Regions from separate parts of the Sus scrofa genome. Here region 1 is linked to region 2. Evidence: chromatin contacts called from public HiChIP or PLAC-seq data. All regions are on one chromosome and are shown on one strand. The core of a region is the stretch at or near the end of the contact, and the rest is flanking DNA. Distances in the headings are between cores, read along the strand shown. Region 1 overlaps FAM13A (protein FAM13A). Region 2 overlaps FAM13A (protein FAM13A).

Region 1 (6,405 bases), core at 138-2,637, 220 kb before region 2:
TGCAGAATGATGCTTTAAGAAACAAAGCCACAGATGTGCCTGCCTTTGCCTTTGAGCAGCAGCCTGGGAGACAGCCTCTCTCTGCTCAGGTACCCCGAGGATCGTTTCTGAGGCTCGAGGTTATAATGGTCCCCATTCAAACGAAAATATTAGTCAAACGAGAAAGACAAACCACCTTCCTCCTAGAGCGGTCATCAGCGGCGCCATCCTGTATGAATCTGGGCATTTATGGGCAAAAAATTCAAAGGGCAAAATTCATGAGGACGAAATCTGCCCTAATGGAAAATAAAGCTGGAAACACTATCAGATCTATTCATAGGGGACAGGTGCCTTAGAGCATCTCAATCTGATGCTATCGGAGACACGGGAAAAAATACCCAAAACACTTCAACAGAATTCTAGGAGGGGTAACCCAGCTCCAGACTGACTGACTTTCCAGCTCTGAAATTTAGGAATGATTGCAGTATTATTAGAAAACCAGATTGACTATGTGGGTTGTAGCAATTCTAGAAAGTACTACATATGTGAAAAGGTACAAAATTATAATACGCAGTAAACAAGGGAAAGGGCTTTAAAAATGAAAGCCGGGCCTTTTCATGGTCCTTCATTAATAATAAAACATGTTTCTTTCAGGGAAAGAAAGTGGGAAATGATTCTTGCTTGGTGGAGGGATGTCTTTTTCCCTCTCCTTTGGAGCAGTTGCGAGAGCAAGATGACACGGAGGGCTTAGTCTAGATTTTAATTCACTGCCTAATTTTATCTCCTGGCTCAAGGGACCATGATGACAATGATTATTAATGGTGAGTGTGTCAGGAGTGCCTGCCGTGGGCTGGGTGCTGATTGGTAAATGCTCACAGGCGACACATGGCAGGAAAGGTCCTGGCCCGTGGAAGAAAGATTTGAGATTCTTTCCCCATGACGCCGTCACTGCCATGGGAGCCGGCGCCCCAAAACACCAAGACAAACCGAGTTCAGCGTGGGTTTCGTTTGGGTACCACTTGGAACTTATGAGTTAATATGACGAAGTTCTACCACGAAGGTTGCTTCCTACCCTTTTATCTCCTACAGGATGAGAGGCACGAAAGGCAAGCACAGAGACCTCTCCGGGAGGCTGGCATGCCATTTGCTTTAAAAAAATTTGCAATGGCATGTCGAGCAGGCGCTTGCTGGGAACAGAGGAAGAGGCAGAGAAAGGATGAAACAGAAGGAGAAGAAAAACACTGTCTCATGGAGACACCCCTCTCTGAAGAGAGCTACCCAGAGATAAGGACAAAAATGCCCATTTGGTGCCTGGTTCCCAAGGAGGGAAGCGTAAAAGGGATGAAAGAAGTGGCTTAGAGGCTGTGAAGTCAGAGAGAGGAAGCCTCTCCTTCCTACCATCTGGCTGGATTAATGAAGGCATGAACATGAGAAATTGCATATGAGGAGGCTAGAAGCCGGGGTTGGGGTGGGGGTGTTGTCAGGCGGCCATTCATTTCCAGCAATTTTATGCCCAATTTTACCTGGGTGTGCTTTTTTTCTAAGAAGGGGCTCCAGAGTTTTCAGATTCTTAATCTGCTAGGTACGAAAACTCTATGGAGGCAGGAACTGCAGCTGTTACTAAAGACCAGCTCCTAGCACAGCACCTGCACATAGTAGGACTCCATATATATGACTGAGGTCAGAAGGGAGTGTCCAACAGGGATTAAGAATCACTAGGGTAGAAGACGAGGTCTGTGGATAATTAATATATCCAGAGTCAGAATCCAAGAACAGGCTGAGAAAAGCTTTAATTCTTGCCAAAAAGAAAGCTGATAATAAGACTGAAGGTGGAGTTGGAAGCACTGAGACGCAGAGGATAACATACCCATGCATGAATGAAAAATGGAGCTGAGCACACTGAATGGAAGCCAGCTTTGGGAGCAAAGGAAATCAGATACTTAGGTCAATGTGGCAATGCCTCAGAGGACCACAGGGAAGCCAGGAAAGTAACTGAAACTTTAAGATATGGACAACAGAAAGGAATTAGATTTTTTTTTTTTCCCTCTGCAGGTTACTTAAAACAAGACCCAAAGGTCAGAAAATGCTTTGGATTTATTAGATTGAACTGATTTTGTGTTAACTTCAAAATTAATGAGATAATCTCTGTGACAAATCCACGAAGCCTCACCACCTATTTATTTCAGTCACTTAAAAAATGCATGAAAAAATGGAAAAATCTAACCAGCAGCTTTGCTTTTTTGTTTTGTCTTATGGTACAGAAAATCGAAGAAGAAATCACCAGGCTATTAAAGTTTATCTCACACTCAAAATAAAAGAATTTCAAGAGCCAAGGAATGAAATTTTTGCAATTTCTCAAGAATTGTGCTGGCTCGGTATTTGCCATTCTCACCAGTCAACATCCCATCACTTAATCTCTGCATCCCTTACTGATAAGCAAATCACACCGCCCATAGACTCTCACGAATGTCACGGTCACAGTCTGCCTTGTTCAGCTACTCACCTCAAAATGCTGCGTGTGTCTGCCGTCTTTTTCATGTTCTTTGCTACAAATAACAGCAACAACAAAATGTCATAAGATGTCACTCTGTTTTATAACATTGCTTCTCACCCACCACAGTGAAGATTTCAGGTATTTTAAAAGTAGGCTCGGTAGCTTTACATAAAATTCTTATGACATTCAACACCAAAACAAGGAGTTCCCATCGTGGCGCTGTGGTTAACGAATCCGACTAGGAACCATGAGGTTGCGGGTTCAATCCCTGGCCTCACTCAGTGGGTTAAGGATCCGGCGTTGCCATGAGCTGTGGTGTGGGTCGCAGATGTGGCTCAGATCCCACATTGTTGTGGCTCTGGAGGAGGCCGGTGGCTACAGCTCCAATTAGACCTCTAGTCTGGGAACCTCCATATGCCGTGGGAGCAGCTCAAGAAAAGGCAAAAAAAAAAACCCCACAAAAAACAAAAAAACAAAACAAAAAATGAAGCAAAATAAAAATTGAGGAACATAAAACACGCACACGGTTATCTGCCTTGAAAAGCACCACGGGGGAGTTTCCATTCGAAGCATTGTCCTTGCTATAAAATACGGTTGGTAAACAGAGAGTCCCTTAATTCTATTCTTTTTAGTCCTTAAACATTGTATTAAGGGAAAAAACAAAATCTATTCATGGTCTTGTAAACACCGTTAGGAGAAAGCTCTAAAATTACCTCTCATTGGACATCAACGCCACATCCTGAGGTCCAGGCCTCTCCTGAGACGGTGTGGGACTGACGCTTTCCATATTCTGTAACAAAAACACTGTGGGTCGCCCGGTAGGAACAGAAAGAAATACACAGCAACAGACCTTCCTTTCTTTAAAATAGAAAAATCAGAGAATATGCAGGCATCAATGACTTCTAGTCCTCGGATGCCTATCTTTGTGAAAACCGGTAAAATCGTGACAGTTTATTATATGCTGCTGGCCTAAAATTGTGTGTTGAACTTTATCGGCCCATTCACAAAGCTCTCTGGCAGCAACGCAGCAAAGGTCACTGTGCCCTATAACGTCCTTATGGGGTATTATCCACATTTTATAGCTAAACATAGCAAAGCCCAGACTCTTAGACCACCAGGGGCCCTGAGGACTAGACTTGAGGAATCTGACCTTGACTCTAATCAGAAGCCACGGCAACATTCGTTGCTTATTTAAACATCTTTTCATCTGGGGGAAAATGCAGCTTATACCTAAGCTGTCAAATATCCATGAATAGAAATGGAGGGAAGAGCCTTCGTAACTGTGATATTGAATGTTAAATCTTTATATTAACCAAGATGGGAACAAAATGAAAAGAGGGAACTTATTTGAAACAGCATGTATTTCATTCGGGCCGACCAAGAGGGCCTAATGCTTATCAGGAAGGCTATCTGTAAGGTTTTTTGACCACCTCTGTGAAAACGGCCCACAGGTTCTACACACAACTCAGGTGGCTGAGCACAGAAGTGAAGCCGTCCCCACGCAGGAAGAGGCCAAGAGGCAAATAAGAGCACGTTTACATTCGGCAGACTCCAACACACAGGGGTCTTGGCGATTTGGGCCCAAATTTTGTTGAACTCCAAGATTCATACCTGCATTAAAAGACCACTAAGCAAAATCCATGTACGTGTGTTACTGAAATAAAGAACACACACCGAAGCCACGTGTTCATCTACATATTTATAATCTCCCGTTATGAAAAGCCCATTGCAAAGTCAATCTCATTAGGTTTCGCAATAATCCCATGAAATTGACACACATAAAAATCTCCATGAAATAAGCATATAATTAGAGGGGATACTTCATCTTTGGCTTGGTAAATGGATACACTATTTTCTGTTTGGGATCGTGTGGGCCACTTGTCTGGAATTCTTAAAATTTAAAACCCGAGGCTCCATCAAAGAACAAAACCCAAGGGAGAGAACGTGCCGTTGACAGCTATGACAACGGTTCTGGTGTCGGGATGTTTGGGTCTGAATCCTAGCTCCACCGAGTATGACCCTCCTCGACCCTCAGTTTCCTCCTCTAGAAAAGGGGGGATGGCAACAATACCTAACACAGGACGAGACTGAGGGGTAAATGAGATAACACACGCAAAGCACTAGAAACACACGTGGTACACATTTAGTGAACATGTGGCTGGTGTTATTAGTATGTCTAAACTGTGCCGTGAAATCTTCAAGGAAATATCTTCCGGCTCTTTGCCCACAGGTAAGATGATGCCCCAAGACCTGGAAAGACAGTGTGTGTGTCGGCCACCACTGCACACCACAGTGTGCACCTGAGGTTAAGTCGCAGAGTTCATTTTCGAATGCAATCTGAGCAATTTTTAAACATGACGACACGTAACTATTTTTACATTTTTATACCTCCAAAGTTCGCGAGAGAAGAGGCCACTCTAAAACAGCTCTCAGTAAGTCACGGTTGCTCTTATTACCTGAATGTGATCTTCCTGATAAAGAGGGGATCTCCTGTGACAGGGAATCTTTGTTCCCAATGGTAATCTTCCAATAGGTTATCAAAATCTTTAGTGTAAGATCTAGTGCAGCAGCATCAGGTTTTCCTGACGCTCTGAAACATGAATGCCCAGGGAAAGCACCTACTCACTACCTTCAGATCCCACTGTTAGTGAAATACCTTCACAGCTACATGCGAATGACAGTTTCAGAAGAAAGAAAAATCTGCAGGTTGAGGCTAAGACATACTCAGGAGAGAACAGAAGATAAATCAAGTCAAATTACGCACTTAAAGGTATTTCAGTTAGAAGAATGTTAGAAGATGGATCTTTTCCTAAACAGAAAGAACCAAGATATAATCAATATAGGTTTCGAGAATTCTAGAGAAAACGATAAGTCACGTTCTACAATAGAAAGCCTTGCAAAAAGTGGTTGTGAAATGTGAGAAAGTTTAGCTGATCTTTGGGGTTAAAACAGGTAACTTCAACTCCCTAGCCTGCCCCACTTTTTACATACTGTTTGATGCTTATGAATAAGGAAACTCTCCAAGGACCTGAGTTTTATAGATGGAATTGACAAGGGGTAACCCTCAGTATCATGCGATATTCTTTCCAGAAGCTTTGTGATAATTCCAATTTTGATGCCGTCTTCCACACATCTGAGACGACTGAATATTCATAGTTTGCTTTCACCAAAGCAGCACACGAGGACACAGTGTTCCTTTGCTAAGGTAGCTCCGTTGCCCTCCTACCTTTTGGAAACGGCAACATGTGAAGAATGTGTTACAATTGGCAAGCAAACTACCTCCATTTTTTTCAAAATGAACCTAACAAAGGGAGCTAAGATCTAGAAGCACAGCAACAAAAGTACCTATTTCCATGGGTGCCAAACGTTTTATAGACGGTAACTTCCATCCTTTGCCTGAGGGTTAAGGGAGGGAAGATTAAGAAATAGAGCAGCAATTCCCCACTTCCCTGAGATGGGGAAGGGAAAAATGGAACCTACAGGTCAAAGGAAAAGGCTGGAATGTAGAAAGCTTCCATTGCAAGAGAAGTGAGCTATCGGACTTTCAAATGCTCTGCAGTTGTGAATAGCGCCGGTCTTAGGAGAAAATACTAACTCAATGCCTCTGGAAGGTTTTGAACTGTTTTATGTCCCAAACACTGAGCAGTTCATTAATGTTTTCAGTTATTAAAGGTTGAGGTAATAGAACTCTTAGAAAACATGTTTTATTGCATTAATTTTAATTTTAATTGAGTTAGGATATTTTACAGGTAATAAGTTATTTTATTTATTTTTTCTTGCCTTTTTTTTTTAGGGCGGCACCTGTGGCATATGGAAGTTCCTGGGCTAGGGGTTGAGTTGGAGCTGTTGCTGCTGGCCTATACCAGAGCCACCACAACGTCAGATCGGAGCTGTGTCTTTGACCTACACCGCAGCTCACGGCAACAATGGAT
Region 2 (6,620 bases), core at 2,295-4,794:
GTTAGGAACGGCGGGACTGAAACAGAGAGGTTAATTAACCTGTCCATGTTCACACAGCCACCAAGTAGCTGAGCTGCAACTCGAATCAGCATGACCTACGAAGTGGACTCCAGTGGACTCCAACAAAGTTCGCTGTTACTGGCATCACTGTTATACAGCACACGTCTCAAACACCTAAATACTTAAGAAATGTTTCCTCAGTTAACAAACAAGCAAAAATGGGTGAGTAGTGGGAGGGGGCTAGAATCTCCATTCATTTACAGTGAAATTACAGCTTCTTAGGTCCTGTGGGGAACAGCATTTTCATAAAAGCCTAGAAGAATGGGCACAAAATGTTTTATAAAATACATAAGAATAAAACAAAACATGAATTAAACTACTATGAGATACCATCTCACACCAGTCAGAATGGCCATCATTAGTAAGTCCATAAATAACAAGTGCTGGAGAGGGTGTGGAGAAAAGGGAACCCTCCTATACTGTTGGTGGGAATATAAATTGGTACAACCACTATGGAAAACGGTATGGAAGTTCCTCAGAAAACTAAATATACAACTAAAACTAAATATAGAACTAACATATGACCCAGCAAACCCACTCTTGGGCATATATCAGGACAAAACTTTCCTTGAAAAAGACTCACGCACCCAGAAGTTCACTGCAGCACTATTCACAGTAGCCAAGACATGGAAACACCCTAAATGTCCATCAACAGATAAATGGATTAAGACAGATAAATGGATTAAGAAATATATATATATATATATATATATATATATACACACACACACACACACACACACACACACAGAATGGAACACTACTCAGCCACAAAAAAAGAACAAAATAATACCATTTGCAGCAACATGGATGCAAATAGAGAGTCTCACACTCAATGAAGTCAGAAAGAGAAAGACAAATACCATATGATATCACTTATATTTGGAATCTAACATACAGCACAAATGAACCTGTCCACAGAAAAGACACTCATGGACTTGGAGAGGAGACCTGTGGTTGCCAAGGGGGAGGGAGTGGGGTGGACTGGGAATCTGGGGTTAATAGGTGCAAACTATTGCCTTTGGAATGGATAAGCAATGGAATCCTGCTGTATAGCACTGGGAACCATATTTAGTCACTTATGGTGGAGCCTGATGTGAGAAAAAGAATGTATACATGTAGTGTGACTGGGTCACCATGCTGTACAGTAGAAAACTGATGGAACACTGTAAACTAGCTATCATGAAAAAAATAAAAATCATTTTAAAAAATGAATCATAGTTCTTTCTCAATCATAAGATGCCATATGTTGGATGAGGTTTTACTTCTGCTTTTCATTCCCCAGGAGGGGAATCACTTCTTTAGAAGGATGAGAAGCTATGTACACAATTACATCTTATGATTAACGGAATGGTATTTTTCCCTGTAAGAAGGCAGCTATCGTTTTACAGCTTTCTTATAACCCTTGCCCATGACAAAGTTCGCAAAGGCCTTCCACAAATTTCTCCAAGAGCAGGATGATAAAGTGACTAATAAAAACTAATAAATTACAGTCTATTCTCAGACGTTATTAATAAAACTACAAATCTTATCATTCTGATTGGCTTCTGCAAGATGCAGAGGGGTGGTTATTGCCAAATTAGCCAGTATCTACACTGATACTCCCGCTCCCAGAATGAACTTGCATGTTAAGGCAGAGGCAAAGGACACAGGAGGAGCCAAGAATTAGGGGAGACTTTACACTTCAGTCCTATAGCCAACAACTAACTCCCATGTCACCGAAACAGTAAAACCTATTCTGTGGGTATTCGCTGAGTGCTGACTGCTTCCGTGGGGACACAGACGTAGAGTAAAAATATCACAAACAGGTAAAAGGTCTATCTTAACATCAAAACTGGGAGCTCACAGCTAGATTCCATGTCAGACACAAACACCTTACGGCAGGAGGACCTGTTTATAATATGGGAATGCCTGTGCACAGGCAAATGGGAGAAACCATAGCATCCAGGAGGGGCCACCTCCCCACAATGACACGGATCTTCGACAATATTGGCAATATCCCCGATAATAACACTCAGCTTTCTCCATAAATCTAGTGCTATATTAAGTGGGCAAAGTACAGTAAGTTCAGTGCAAAGCGTATTACTCTTCTATCCACCCCCACATCCCCCGCTACTGATCCAGTGGAGACTACTGCTCAGCTGTAAGTGGACTGCATTAATCTGGTGACTTAAATATCAAGCCCAGAGTTCTTTAGAACTGTTTTGGACGTCCCCTCCTTTGCCTTCAGTCTTCAAATAGTTTATCGACGCGGCGTAAAAGTTAATTATGGCCACAGACTCAGCAAAGCAGGGGTTCAGAACAGGGTTTAACCACTTCAGGCAGCACTGCAGGTGGCTGGCAAGCTCATGACTTGGCACCCCTTCAAACTGATAGTCTTTAAACACATTTTCAATATGTATCTTATGTGAGTTGATACTACCGATTCGCTTCTTTGTAAATAACTCCTTTGTGGCTGTTCTCTCTGTTCCTCTTCCAGCTCAATTGAAATAAGATTCTCCTCATATAAAAGCATTCAGCAAAATGCAGAAGTTACTGAGGATTGCACTCAGGTCACAACAATTCATTCCAAAAATCTCCATCAGACATTATCTTATTGGCCTTGGAGCTACTAGATCTCTCTTTTTCCTCTTCAAGCCTGTAATCTTTACGCTATTTCAAAACTCTACCGCCTAGACTATGAAGACACCAAAAATTAAACACAGACAACAATGTATTGTCAACAATAAATAAAGGTATTGTCAACAATGGAAAGAAAAGACAACTTCCATTCATCACTGGAAAATTGTTCCTTAAATTGTTTTGTTTTGTTTTTCTTTTTACAGCAGCACCTGCCGCACATGAAAGTTCCCAGGGCAGGGGCTGAATCGGAGCTGTAGCTGTGGCCTACATCACAGCCACAACAGCACTGGAATCCAAGCCACAACCGCTACCTACACTGCAGCTTGCGGCAGTGCCATATCCTTAATCTAGTGCGTGAGGTCAAGGATCAGACTCGAATCCTCACAGAAACAACTTACACTGTGGAGTCACAACAGTAACTCCATTTAAATAGTTAAAGTCACCATTTGATGCGGCGACTCCACGGCTAAGTAGATACTCGAGAGAAATTAGCATGTCTGTCCATACAAGAACTTGTACACAAATGGTCACAGCAGCACTACTCATAATAGCCAACAGGTGAAAACAAGCCACCTGTCCCTCAATGGTTGAATAAGGATAAAGACAACGGAGGAACAGTCATACAGCAGACTATTAACCAGCTATAAAAGGAATGAAGTTCTGGTATATATGTTCCAACATGGAGGAACCCTGAAACTTAAGCTAAGTCAAAGCAGAGAGTCACAAAAGTCACCTATGGTATGTGATTCCATTTCCAAGACATGGCAATAACAGGTAAATCTATCTAGACAGAAAGTAGCTTAGTGTTTGCCTAGGGCTGGTACAAGTGGAGGGGGAAGAAGGGGAAGAAATGGGGAGTGCCTGCCAATGAGCTTGGAGCTTCATGCTGGAGTGATAAAAATAGTCTAAAACCAGAGGGGAGGGATGATTGCCCTCTGTGAGTAAACGAATCCCCACTGAACGGTACACTTTGAAAGGGTCAGTTTTATCGTGTGTAGACTCTATCTCAATAAAGACTAAGGACCCCCTTGCTGTACAGTGGGAAAAAAAAAAAAAAGAAAGAAAGAAAGAGAAAGTAAAAAAAAAAAAAAAAAAAAAAGACTAAGGAAATTCTGCTGGCTTTAAAAACCAGGGCAGGACAAAACGTCAGAAGAGCAGTTTCAGTTAAAGATGAGTTTATTTATTCTTCCTCTTCATACCCCACTAGAATGATCAGAATTTTTAAAAGCTATAAGCCATCAAGGACAAAGAGAACACAGCTGAAAAGGCGATGAAGGATTTCAGCAAATTTACATAAATACACATTCACACACATCCCTGGAGACTAGTTGTTCTAATGCGGAACAACGGCTCCCTCAGGACCTGTTTCCAGATCTGCATAATCCCACTCCCTACTTAACGCAACCTCAGCGTGTCAAAGGCCACCACGAGGAAGATATCTCTGTGTGTACCTAGCAAACAAAAGGTCAACTAGTTATCAGGATGGATCATCTTAGAGATCACAGGGGATTATAAAGGCAAATGGGGTTTTTCCTGTCCATGGATCCGGATGGAGGCAGAACTAACTGATGGTGAATCAAGTCACAGGTGGAACCCTGGGTTTCCTGGCACCACTTTTCCAATTTATTCCAGGGGAGGTTTCACACATCTGATGGACTGGCAGCTTGGGCAGATATGCAGATGGCAATGCTTTAATTCTCCTCTGGGGTTAGGTCTTTTACTTGAAAAAATGAATAATGTATATATTTGGTTTCTCTTAGAGAAAACCTACAAGGCACATACGGACAATGGAAAGGGCTTAAATTTGGAGTTTAATATAATGATTCTGTTTCTCACAGAGACAAATGTGTGAGGGTTGACTAATCTCAAAATAAAAGGAATTTCTCAGGAAGAAGGAATTAATCTAGGGAAGGAAGTATTTCCCTACATGAATCCCTAGGAAAGAAGCCTATGGAGCTCATGCTCCCAAGGAGTGATGACTTAATAACTACTATTAGAACCAGCCAGCATCTGCATTGCCCTTTAAAACTGGCAAGGCAAAACCACTCAGCTAAGTGGCATGATGATGCATAGAATAAATAAAAAACTGTCGTCACTCAAATTGACCTAGTGAATTTCTCACATGTTGAGGAAAGACAGCCCAAAGCACAAATGCAAGTTAGCCTATTAAATGCGATTCCTTTACAATCAGGCATTGTACTGGTGACCATGGCGTTCCCAGGGTGGTTTTCTTAAGAAAAACGGTTGCTGCCTAAATTATCAAGTGCTCATAAGCTAAAATTCACAGGCACTTAACTCTCACATACTGTTTGCACAGCTGCTATTATAAAATGCTATTCCCAGCATTGAGAACTATGTCTAGATACTCATGTTGCAACAGAACAAAGGGTGGGGGAAAAAATGTAATTGTAATGTACACATGTAAGGATAACCTGACCCCCTTGCTGTACAGTGGGAAAAAAAAAATGCTATTCCCTTTAAAATCAAGCATGGGGGGGGCAAGGAAAATGCCCATTTAAAGAGACAGACTGATCACATAGTCTTCCTAAGCCCCCATGAGAATGACAGTAAAATAATGTTTAAATAATATAAGCACACACGAAAAGAACAGCAAAGAGGACAGAAGGAGATAAGATTCCAAAGCCATTTGGAAGTGAATGCAAGTGACAGAAAACAGACTGTTTGAACGCCTGTCAAGCTCCAGGGAGCCTCTGCCACCCTGCGCACCCAGGCAGGCGTGCTGGCAGGCAGGCGTGCTGAGATTTAGTCTCTGCATCACATCAGCGGATTCTTGGACATCTGAGATAGCTAAGGGCTAGAGTGGGGAGCAGTTGAAAATGTGAAAATTAGTGAAAACGTGCTAAGGAATAATGGGCCCATTAGCATCCTTCCCACCACTCCCCTCCCACTCCTGCTCGTGAAGAACTCAATGGCTGAAAAGAAAAACATGTCCACATATTGCTATGTGTGAGTGCCCAAACCAAACAGGCTCTCCTCTACCTCCACTATCTAATCCTCCTAACGTGAAGGACACCCGCAGACGAGCCTATCAGTCTCCATGCAAAATGTTATTCTGTGTTGCTTTTCAGGGCCTCACCCACGGCATATGGAGGTTCCCAGGCTAGGGGTCCAATCAGAGCTGTAGCTGCCGGCCTACGCCAGAGCCACAGCAACGCGGGATCCGAGCCGCATCTGCAACCTACACCACAGCTCACGGCAGCACTAGATCCTTAACCCACTGAGCAAGGCCAGGGATCGAGGCTGCAACCTCAGGGTTCCTAGTCAGATTCATCTCCACTGTGCCACGATGGGAACTCCAAGATGTTATTCTTTTTTTTTTTAAGATTTTAATTTTTTTTCTGTTATAGTTGATTTACAATGGTCTATCAATTTCTGCTGTAAATTGACCCAGTTATATATATATACATATATATAATTTTTTTCACATTATCTTCCATCATGTTCCATCACTAATCAAAATGTTATTCTTAAATCAGAAAGATCCTAATGTTTGAGTAAAGCGATACAGAAAGAAATCTTGCAAACAGAAATGTAAGAAGAAAACCAAACCAAACACCCCAAAGCTTGACTTGAATCTCAGAAAGAATAAGAATAGAACGTTATAAAACAAAATAGAGTACTTTGGAAAAGAAACAGAGCATGAATATGCTGACTATTAAAACTGAAAAGCTAATACTATGAAAAAACAAGGTTGGACAGGAAAGCTGATTACATTTTATAGAAAACAGAATGAAGAGACAACAACCAAACACTAACAGAACCATAAAAGAGAGATAATACAAGTGCATTTCCAAGACCAAAAGACAATATTTTGCAAATTTGCAGGTGGCAGGCACCTGCAGAGCGTCCAATGGAAGAGACAAGAAGAGACTGCAGGGAACGGCAGGTCCAGGCTGCGGAGGGAGGCTCAGGCTGAC

Evidence for each region. HiChIP or PLAC-seq counts read pairs in DNA pulled down with a chosen protein or histone mark.
Region 1: an H3K27ac HiChIP or PLAC-seq map of skeletal muscle shows a contact between it and region 2, with 3 times the contacts expected there. The contact joins two enhancer-like sites. A contact is called at or near these places in 2 of 2 datasets of contacts at active chromatin or transcription factors (alveolar macrophages and skeletal muscle).

What each region holds. Positions count from the first base shown.
Region 1 is chr8:130,274,278-130,280,682 of Sscrofa11.1, reverse strand. It overlaps FAM13A (protein FAM13A), which reads right to left. Exons shown (of 24, transcript XM_021100748.1): 13 at 3,187-3,263; 14 at 2,483-2,525. Among named protein-coding and RNA genes, the nearest start is that of NAP1L5, 87 kb to the left of the region's middle. Within about 2 kb of position 1,387, at least 2 of the 83 cell types and tissues checked have an H3K27ac peak or open chromatin away from gene starts, as enhancers often do. A contact at or near this core is called in skeletal muscle, where this site is marked.
Region 2 is chr8:130,053,260-130,059,879 of Sscrofa11.1, reverse strand. All of the region lies in intron 3 of FAM13A (protein FAM13A), which reads right to left. Among named protein-coding and RNA genes, the nearest start is that of FAM13A, 35 kb to the right of the region's middle. Within about 2 kb of position 3,544, at least 12 of the 83 cell types and tissues checked have an H3K27ac peak or open chromatin away from gene starts, as enhancers often do. A contact at or near this core is called in skeletal muscle, where this site is marked.